2 separate regions of the Anas platyrhynchos genome follow, and region 1 is linked to region 2. A link is a contact called in public Hi-C data. All regions are on one chromosome and are shown on one strand. Each heading gives the region's core, a stretch centred on a gene start, on an enhancer-like site or on the middle of the called end of the contact. The rest is flanking DNA. Distances are from core to core; before and after follow the strand shown. Region 1 overlaps FSHR (follicle stimulating hormone receptor). Region 2 overlaps NRXN1 (neurexin 1).

Evidence for each region. Hi-C and Micro-C count contacts between places; a contact is called where the count stands out from the background.
Region 1: a Hi-C map of F1 follicle shows a contact between it and region 2, with 2.9 times the contacts expected there. The contact joins two enhancer-like sites. A contact is called at or near these places in 3 of 8 Hi-C or Micro-C datasets (F1 follicle, skeletal muscle and subcutaneous adipose tissue).

The regions. Positions count from the first base shown.
Region 1 is chr3:18,004,320-18,009,729 of IASCAAS_PekinDuck_T2T, reverse strand. The region is part of intron 1 of FSHR (follicle stimulating hormone receptor); the gene reads right to left. Among named protein-coding and RNA genes, the nearest start is that of FSHR, 29 kb to the right of the region's middle. Within about 2 kb of position 3,424, at least 1 of the 8 cell types and tissues checked has an H3K27ac peak or open chromatin away from gene starts, as enhancers often do. A contact at or near this core is called in F1 follicle, where this site is marked.
Region 2 is chr3:17,415,778-17,421,336 of IASCAAS_PekinDuck_T2T, reverse strand. NRXN1 (neurexin 1) reads right to left here. Exons shown (of 23, transcript XM_072035416.1): 14 at 1,121-1,502; 15 at 374-564. Among named protein-coding and RNA genes, the nearest start is that of NRXN1, 330 kb to the right of the region's middle. Within about 2 kb of position 2,681, at least 1 of the 8 cell types and tissues checked has an H3K27ac peak or open chromatin away from gene starts, as enhancers often do. A contact at or near this core is called in F1 follicle, where this site is marked.

The DNA.
Region 1 (5,410 bases), core at 2,175-4,674, 590 kb before region 2:
ACCAAGTCCAATCTTTCCTTAAACACCCCCAGGGACGGTGACTCCACCACCTCCCTGGGCAACCCATTCCAATGCCTGACTGCTCTTTCTGAGAACTGTCTCCTAATTTCCAACTTGAACCTCCCCTGGCACAACTTGAGACCATTTCCTCTTGTCCTGCCACTAGTTACCTTTGAGAAGATGCTGACCCACAGCTCCCCACACCTTCCTTTCAGGTAGTTGCAGAGAGCAATAAGGTCTCCCTTGAGCCTTCTTTGCTCCAGACTAAACTACCCCAGCTCCCTCAGCTGCTCCTCACAGGACTTGTGCTCCAGGCCCTTCGTCAGCTCTGTAGCCCTTCCCAGACTTTGTTTTGAAGGATCAGGTTTATGTTTTGGATGAGCACTATCTGACTCTTGGGGAAGACCCATTGTAGAAAACACATCACTGCTTTCAATCGAAGATTGTGAATCTAAGATTTCAAAAACATTACTGGAAATTGTTTCCCAGATTCCCTGGCATATGAAAGCATACCAGTACACTTGGAGTACAAACCAATCCTTCTGTATCAGGTATCACCAATACTGAGTTTCAGCAGGTACACAGGGAGGAGGCTGCCAGCCAAGAGATGAAAAAATCAACTTTTTCAGGAGAGCTCTGGCTCTCAGAAGGGTCCAAGAAGTGAAAGTGATTGGAACTAGCAAGCTTGCTAGATGTGGTGGCCGAATCAACCAGCGCATTCGCAGGGCTGGAAGATCTTTCCAGAACTGCCAACATACAAAGGAGTTGAGGAAACATCAGGAAAGACTGAGCTGAGACACTAAAAAACAATTGTAGGTATTTCAAAAGGCATTTGTGAATACATGCAGCAGTGTGCTAGCCCTGAAAGGAAATTCAGTGAAGTAGCTGAGAAACAGAAGAAACATTCACGGGCAACTCCTCTCTATTGCAAACTACATTCAGCGTGTTCTCAGAATGAGTCAGATGCTTTTGAAGAGAAAGAAGATCAACTCCAGACAGAGGATTTTAATCATTTAAATGACTCTGTCTTGCTCCTATAGGGGAACATGCATGGCAGTTTTTAAAGTTGCAGCCAATGTATCCAATGTGGCTTCCCCATGTCTCTATCAATGAGTTTTAAGTTAATATTTTTGGACAGAGAGGACATAGAAATCCTCTGAAGGCGAATAACCTGTGAAATGGAGGGCTAACACTAGGGAAGCTAACACTGGGACAAGGGGACAAATCTGGCAAGTAAAGGAATGCCAGAACCTCACAGCTCTCCTCTTTCAGAGTCTAGCAAAGTCTGCCCTTCAAACAAGACTTGCAATACTCCCTGGAACTGGGGTCACTCCACCAGAACAGGGAATGCACGAGCTTATGACTTTCATTTTGTCTTCCCATTTAGCAGAACCAGGGCAGAAGTATGAATGCGGTGCTGCTTCTTTTCCTTCCCCTTGAGAGTGTAGAAGCAGCTTTGCACCACTCTATCATGACGCTTCAGGCAGGTAGCACCATTTCACTCAGAGAATGGGAGCAGCTGCCTGCTCTTGGATATGAGACAGATCTGAAGGGCAAGGCTAAGTTTTACATAATCCTTCCTTAGCAAAGAGGCATTGTGATGCTTTAGGCTTCATAGCAAGAGACACAGCTTGCTATTCCCAACACCGGTGCATCTTAGCTACCTCTGTGACATATTAATGGTAATTGAGTATCTCGTGGATCTTACCTGCAGATGGAAAGATGAAATGTGACTAGGTGGCTCATCTCACCTAGCTATCTCCTTGTAAAAAATGACAATGTTCTGTACTCTCCAAGAGTTGGCAGTGGAGTAGGTAAGACATGTTGGCTATATCACTTCTCCCCATGTCCCAGAATAAACACATTCTAGCCAACAAAGATGGTCTGGAGAGAGGTATTAGCTTCTAATAAGTTTTGCTTTCACTAAATAAAATGTATCATTTTACCATATTGTAGAGTTGGTTGAAGACGACTGTACCATCCTTACAAGGCTGTAATCAAGTAGTTTAACATACACTAAAAGGCATCTGACTTATTTTGATAAAGTTTTTAGAAGTTCTAATTAGACTGGTTGGTAAGATCTTCGTAATGAAACCTCAAGTTATGCAAAGCTGTCCAGCAGGCAGCCAAAGCCCACAACCAGAGGTGAACAGAATTAGATTTGACTTAGTCAAATCTTAGCCACAAATGAAGACCGTGAAGCCTGCTAAGAGGACAGTCATGATTTCCTATCTGCACAAAAAAAAAAAAAAAAAAAAAGAGACAGAAGGTTAGCACTAACAGAGGTTCCAGAATTCCTAAACATTAACCCTGCTTGTTTCAGGTATTTAAATGTGGCATCTTCCCAGGTGTGAGGGCAAAATTTGCAATTTTCCTAATTACTTTTGATTTCTGAACAGGCCATTGTTTTTCACTGTAACATTTCTTTGAGTTCAAGTATAAAACAACAAGAACAACAACAAATATCACCCATGTTTTTGGTCACAGATGAGTTCAGGTCCCTCACTGTGGTTTGATAAATTTGACTGATTTCACAGGTTTTCCTGATGATTTCTTTTGCATTTTACTTTTATATAAGACTAATTCATTTGAGGAATTCATAGAGAATTATGCATAGCATGCCAGATCCTCATCTGCTGGAAAGTGATGGAAGTTAGGATGTCTGTAATTTGGCCAAGCAAAAACAAGAGACTTTACAGCAGAAGTGGTACAGAAGCAACCTAACATATCTTTCTTTTTATTGTGCTTTTCCATAGATAAGTAAAATTCTTCTTAAAGTATATTTTCATGTACTCCATAAATATTTTGAGTATTTGGTAACTTGAGCTTTACTAAGGTATAGAAGGCAACTTGAGTTCCAATATTTATTCTGTTCAGTCTATTTCAGTTTTGTACCACATGTTCCCTAATCGAGGACACTGAATTTCTGTTAATTTGTTGTTCTTTCATTTGTGTGTGTGTGTCCTTGCAGCTGATTCAAAATAAGGATGCTGAAGAAAGAATAAGAGGATTTTCATAGCAGTCCTTGGCTGATAACAGTGGCAGCTGATCACATACTAACAGCAGCATTCAAAAACATTCTCAAAATCAAAGATTATCTGAATGTTATATATTATGATTTAAACTGTAAATATGGTCTGCTGATTTGATGATGCTTATTCTGATCAGTACAGTCTTCAGTGAAGGATCAAACTCAATGAATCAGGCCCCCAAATGTAAAACATTCAGTTTATAGGCCTATTTATACAGGAAATAGGTTTACCAAAATAGCGAGAGCTGTTTTAGACTGTTCATACCCTGAGTTCAGAAGTGAAGAGGTTAAGAAAATTTCATGCTTTTTTTGTTTCTGACAGCACAAGTCCAGGGGCTATGAAGTCCATCTGCAGTAAAGTGCTTAGCCACAGGCAATGTGGGCTTCTTGCTTTTTACATTGCTTAGATGCTCCATGAGTGATAATAAGATTAGCTGCAAGAAACTAAACACTTGACCCTACACTTGTGTTGCTATGCATTATACACCAGAGAAGTGTTAATTATATGTAGAGATCTGCTAGTCTCTAAAGGCTGAAGCATCAGACAAAGAAGTTGCATCTCAGAGACCAAATTCTGCCCTTAGAGAAACGTGCACAGTTGTATCAGGAGAAATATTTGGATCCTATAAACTCATGTATGGGGTTGCCCTAACTTAATGAAACATCCTCTCCTACTGAAATGTAGGTGTGATTCAATATCTACATTTTATGTTCCCTTTGCATAAAATTACCATGTGTTGAGTCAAACTAATTATTATTGCAGGTTTCCTTTCATAATCTTTGAATTCAAAACAAAACCGAAGCTCACTACGGTTTTAAAAGAAAGAGTCCTTGCCATAATGAATTGTTAGAATCTTTGACTCCCTCTTAGCACTTCCAGGTATAAGCCCTACCCTCTCCTGCCAGGATCACCTCTCTACTACTCCCCAGCCTCCCCCCCCCGCCATTCTATGATTGCATAATAAGAAAACTAACTGTGTCCCAGTCAAAACCAGGACAAGAGTTAAAATAAAAAATACATCATAAAAGCAACCAATTCACATACATGCTACGTTTACCAGCTATCACCATCCATCATCTGTTAGTTGTCCTGAGACACGCAGACACAAATTTGGTTCACTCTCTGTATTCCAGGCTGCAACTCCTTGTTAGCCTTCACTTACCACAGATCAGGACAGGCTCTTTATACCCTTTCCTTGCTTGTTTGCCTGGTCTCTTGAACTGAACAAATCAATACATGCCGTTTTCTCTTACAGAAATACCTTTCACCTTGACCCACAGACTGCTTTAACTACTCATTAATCTTAAGAGCCAAGAGCAAACAAATATGCACAATACACAGAGTGCTGACAAAAGCTTTTCAATTTTTTCCATATCTACTATCATATATCATTACATTTGTCTCTTTAAGTCACATAACAAGAGATGAAGACCTTTCAAAAACAGTATCTAGGGTGTTAAAACTTGTCCTTGTAGTGCCAAGTTTGTTATGACGTTTTCAGCAGTCTCCTGCATTTATACTGAGATGTTGGGAGTATAGTTGAAAGAAACCCAGCGTTCTTTCTAAAAATGCCAGATTTTGTTGTCATAGTCTGCTCACATTTGCTTGACATGGGCAAGCTTTTTATCTGTCTGAAGCCTGCATGAATGCAAACCTCAAATTAAAACTGCATCTACAGCTTGGGTTTCAGCGAAGATGCTCACAAAGAATTGGTGTATTTTCAGGATATTTGACAAGCTTTGTCCAAAATTGATGACACTAATAAAACACAAAGGTCTGCATATAATCTTCAGCGCCATTCCCTGTTTTCTTTCCTCTTTCCTCAGTCAGTTTCTTTATTACTAAAATGCAAGAACGTCACTCAAGCAACACTTACATTGTTGCTTTCATATAGAGCAATGTAGCTGTCTCCTCAATTATCCACTTCAGAGGATATTTTTGTAATAGAGGGTAAACACTGATTTACTAAAAATCTGATGTTCTTTTGGCACAGACACACTTGTGAAATGAAGGAGACTTCTGTGGCTCTGGAAACTTGAAGGTTCACTAAATTCAATGAACCTTGGTGGGTTATGAGCAACAGAAAATGGAGGAGCTAATTGGTCAAGGAATCATCTGTTTCTCATATCCACTGAAGTCTCAATCAATGTAGATTAAGCATCAATCCCCCTTGAGATGCAAAAATACCAATAAGTAGAGCTCTTTATCCACTAGGTACAACTCTGTTTCATCCAAACCAGCTTTTAATTTCAATCTGCAAACCTAATTATTTTGCATCAAACACACTTGTTCTAGTGCCTTCTCAAATCAAGGTTCCTTCAAATTAAATGCCTCCATCCAGAAAATACCTGGATTCATTCAAGAAATTGCTAAAGTGT
Region 2 (5,559 bases), core at 1,432-3,931:
ATTCTCCAAAGCGTATTTAGTTATATTGTACAGCTTGGGCTGTGGTTTCTGCATGCCACTTATGTAACTTATGTTCACATAAAGTCAAGCCTTCTTTGTAAGGTTTTTAGAGCTCCCTTATTACCTCAGTCATCTTTTGGTATGATATTTGTCCACTCTGTGTTCTTAGATTTTCTACATTTAAAGTTGAACCTAACTGTGCAGAACTACTACTGAATTGGCATTGTCAGGCTAACAAAATCTCATCTTGTGTGGAAATACAAATTATTTTCAGATTTAATTTTATCTGGTATTACAATACATGCATGACTTGTTCAGGTTATCATTCTGTAATGATCCTCACTGTAGTTTATACAGGAATTACTGTACTTACTTTTCAGATCTAAATTTCTGGCTCCTGCTGTGCTCTGTGTTGTGATTTTTGTGTCAATCTTTACAGTGTGGAGGTTGTTGGTATCTCTTGATATCATCACGTTATGCCACTGGTTGTCATTCAGAGGTTTATTAGAACTTCCTTTGATGAGATTTGCACCATTTCCCAAGTCAAACACATAGTGTAAATAGCTGGGAAAAGAGGAAAAAAAATGGAAGTTTCCTTTTCTTTACATATCAAGGGGGCACTAATTAATTAATACATCTTATATTTTCTATTTCCTTGTACTTCTTTTGTACTTTTTTTTTCCTTGTACTTTTACCAGTAGTACTGGTAAAAAAGGAAGATAACACTGAATGTCAAATGGGCAAGCAACCTTAATTCAGAGAAATCACTGGTCATTTACACGAACTGAGATGAACTCCCAAGTTTCTGGAAAATGAGGAGAATTCCTTGTACCAACATGTACATACATACATACATAGAGAACAAGAGGAAAGCTATCATCTAATGCTTCTTTGGGTTAAACGTTATAGAAATTATGTGTATTATTTAATTTCATATTTTTGGGGCATCTATTTTTATCTGAAAGAAAAACTCATATGAAGTTTAACATGAGAAAACATTCATCCATCAGATATACCCAGTCAGATAAAGATTTGTATTCTAAACTTTCCCTTGTCTTTCTCCTGAATATATATTCTTTTTGTCTAGACTGTTTTTGTCATTAAAGCCATCCATACATACCCTTTTACTAATTCAACCACAATGAAATCATTTCCATCACCGCTGTTATAAAGTATCAATCCATCCAGAGAGGTTGTTTTGAACTGGAAAAAAAGGTGCATAGAGGTATATGCTTGTAGTGTGGCCAATGCAACATAACTTGCTTTTGTTTTAAAGGTTACAGGGTCTGCTATGATGTTTCTGAACCCAAATCTTGCATTTAGCTCACAATAATCGATGTCTCCATTTTTACATAAGTCAATGTATGCCATGCCATTAAATGTAAGGCTCTGCAGATGCCCAATGAAATTAGAAGGCACAGAAGACAGGTAGCGCCGTTCAGTTATTATTCCTGTTTCTATGTTGTGGAATTCCAGCCGTGTGTGGTCACCAGCCATTTGACCTTCAAACAGTAAAAAGAAAATACATGTTAGCATTTGAAATGGGAAGTCAAAAAACACATCACATGATTAAGTGTCTGAAAAAAAAAATCACACTTTTCAGAATGTTCAGGGCAATCCTTGACTCTGAAGAAGATTTTTCTTAAGTTCATTCAAACTACTGATAAACATCTGGGAATCTTTCCACCAAGCTTTTTCTGTTTGGATAAGGCCAACAGCAAGCTTTCTAAACTGAAGAACAGTACCATAGTATATACAACTGCCAATAAAACTCCACACTTTGGCTACAGTTAATCGGATATTTGATTTTACTATAAGCAAGAGCAATTAGTTAACACAACATTAACTATACAAGGATCAATCTAAGAGCTAAAACTACAATGCTAGATTTTCACAGAATAGTGTAAGGGTTTTTCTCCATGTGTTTTGCTTAAAAAGGCATGATTTGATGGGAATAAGGAAGAATTCTTGTTTAAACAGTCCTGAAAATACCTGTCCTGCAAGGGTAGATAGAACCTTCCTTGAAACCTTTTTATCATGGGGACAAACATTGGGTGAAGGCAGTCACAACTCAAGAGATGAACAAAGCTGAAAGCCTGAGTAAGTGATATGCCAGTGTCTTTTGTAATCCTGAAAATAGCAAGGGATTTTATTACATCAGAGAGGAGAACACAAGCAAGCCTGACAATTACACTTGGGTCCTTTCTTGTTGTGCATAGCCAAAAGTCTAAAATTTGCTGACTGTATAGCTAGCCTGAAGAAAAGCATCAATGCTGCCACGGCGCACTGTGTACAGTTCAGTATTTAAGCTAGTTATTAAATTACTTATCCAGCAGACCAAAATTTTGTCCACTGGAGAGCTCCCTTTTCTAACAGTACATAGATTTTTTTTTCTCCAGGCTCATTTTAAAGAAGCGGGACAGTACAAGGAAAATTCATCATCACATTGTACAGGTCTGATGACAAAATTCCTTTCATTACAAATCAATTTTACAACTTAATCTACAGGCTAGATTTGCCTGTTTCTTTAGGAGTTTTTTGGTCTCATGTAGTACAAAGAGGGCTAACAGCAAGTTGGAACAAATACTGGCATGAAGTTGCTTTATAATGTTCTTTCAGTTGCACTGCAAAGTGTTGAAGGCCAAGTTCCCTCTGTTCTTTCCTGTATGTACTACTTCAATAGAAGAGAGTGAGCTCTGACTTAGACTGGATATGCCTGCAGCAGGCTCAGACTTTTATAAGTGTCTGTGTATATGTGCATGAACAGAACAAGTATTAGGGCAAGATGAATATATTTGGGTTTTGCCCAGTGACATGGAGTCACAAACTGGTTCAGTCACAGCACAGTGATAGGAATACATATATCAGTAAAGTTAGAGTGAATAATACCTTAATACCTTTCAGACGCCCCCCCCCCTCCAAAAAAAAAAAAAAAAAAAAAGCTAATAATTTATGATTTTTTTTTTTTCCAAGCAGGATGCATTCCTTGTAAGATATGACTTCACTGATACCACTAAACACCATCAGCAATCAGTAGTCATACAGGCTGAGCAGTGCTAGAAGTTTCTTAATCCCCAAGGACAGCCTTGTTGGTGGCCTTGTTTCCAAACATTCCAAACATCAGTTCTAAACATGTTTGCTCCCTCATATATTAATGAAGGTGGGTTCTTCCTTGCAATAACCAGCCAGGGAGATGTCTTGAAAAATGCCAGATCCACAACTTTCTACAAGACCAAGAGTTGTATATTAGATCACAGCCAGAGAGAGCTGAAGTTCATCTTTTAAAGAAGGAACATTATATATTCCAGCCTTATATCACTTCAGATGGCATTGCGTAAATGTCATGGCAAAAATCCACTAAGCTTTGGCCTGTAGCTCCGTATCCTCTGTACATTCACTAGCTTAAATGTATTTCTTTCTATAGCACAGTAATAAAAAAAGTTCTAGAAATCTGGGCTCACATCCCAAATCTCCTCCTAACATTTTACTTGTACAAAGTTGCTAACAGGACTTGAGACTTCACATAATGCTCCACAGTATTTGCAGCTACAACAATGAAGAAAGAAACTCCACTTTGTACTTACAAGCTGGGCTGTTTTGTGTGTGGTTTTGTTGCTGTTGTTTAAACTTGCCAGGTTGGTGCACAAAATGCATTACCTGTTTTAGTGTTATGGAACATCATACAAAAGGCCTAGTGAATGTCTTGTCATAATCATAAGCTAGGTATCCTTTCTAACATCCAACTGTAGCAATCTCTTTCATTCATCTTTTATTCTCTACAGATTTCAAGGAAATAAAATAATGTACTGCAAGTATTTAAACTCTTCTACGCTGAGCAAAATTTTCAAAACTACTTGCATGACTTCCAATGAAAGCTAGTTATGATTCTGAACGATTGTTTACCCATGCATAAATTACACGTTTATCAAAGGTAAGAGTGTTCAATAAATGGATGAATAGGTGATATTCTATAACATGTAAAGATGGAAACTCAGGCTGAACTACTTAATGGCTTCCCTTCCAGCTTAAGCTTTCTTGACCTGTGGTGTTTTTTTTTTTTTTTGTTTTTGTTTTTTGTTTGTTTGTTTTTAATGCAGGGGAAACTGAAATTATGGGAAGCAACTCCATTTTTATTTTTTTTCTCATTCTCTCTGTTATCCAATAATAATGTTTCACACAAATAACTTCAAGGTTATTTTTTAACCATATTTCTGATTGTTGGGACATCTGAAGGGAAGTTCTAAGCAGCTTAAAGCAAAAGCACTCCAATGTGATATGGCAACTCTTTCACTAGCTCATTAGGGAATTCAAAACTATTACATGTTTAATTGCATTGTATACATTTGACTGTCTACCAAAGATGGAAGTACAAATTTAAGTTGGAGAAAATTTTATGTTAAAAAAAAAAAAAAAAAAAAAACAGCTGTTTCTATATGGCAACAGAAACTCCATAAAGAAAATGTAATTATACTGGGATTAACAGCAGATTTCCCTTGTCAGAGTTTCAAGTTTCCTACAGCTCCTTCTCTCACACCAAGTTCCTTCTCGCAGATGGAGGAGGCCACAGCAATGTCCACACAGCTTCCAAAAGAGAATTTTGGAAGATTTTTTCCCTCCAGAGTACTGGGACAACTTTCTCCCTTTGGGTGAAGAAAAATCAAAATCTGTGGATTATGCATGTGTGGGCAACTTCCAGCTTGAAGATCTGAGAATTATTTTGAGTTAACAGGAAAATTTCTGATATGTGTACTGACATCTGGAGTGCATACAAGTGTTGTACAAGAAGCTGGATGGACAGACAGTACCTTCCCTGGATTAACAGGCAACTGAAGTGAAAAAACTCACTGGCTTTAACATTTCTTTGCTGTGATCATGACATCTGATTCACAATTTAGAAGGATTAAAAAATAGTGGAGTCCTGCATTCTTTGCTTATTACTTCATTGACTACACTATACTTCATAGAAAACTCTGATTTTCATTTCACTCTTTCATATATATCTTAGATTTCTACAGCTCTGTTAAGCAGTTTGCACTCAGCCCAAAAGCAAAACTAATCCTTCTTGATGACTTTGTAACCTGTATTGTGTTTTAATGTAAACTCTGCCGTAAGGAGCAGAGGAAATACAAATTTGGTTTTAAAGACTATATTTTCTTCTGTTCTAAACAGCTTCCTCTATCTAGATAGAGTCCCAAAAGTAACTTTAATATTTCAGTCACGAGTTGAGGCAGCAAGAAGATATTTTTGATCTAATTCCTCAGGTACTATATATATATTTTCATGACAAGAAAATAACAGATTTAGGCCATCTGCTTTATAGGGACAATGACCCAAAACATCATCACATACACAGACTAAATCTTTTCTTCACATCTGGAAGATCTATTGGTAATATATGATCCTAGAAATATTTTCAGCTCCAAGAATACCTTCGTAATTATTCTTCTACCAGTGACATGATATTGAGTATTTGGTTGGAGTGAAAAAGGACTACAGGACATGCTTTCCATTTAAAAAACATTAAAATTGTTACCATTTTAACAAAGCCTAAAACAAATG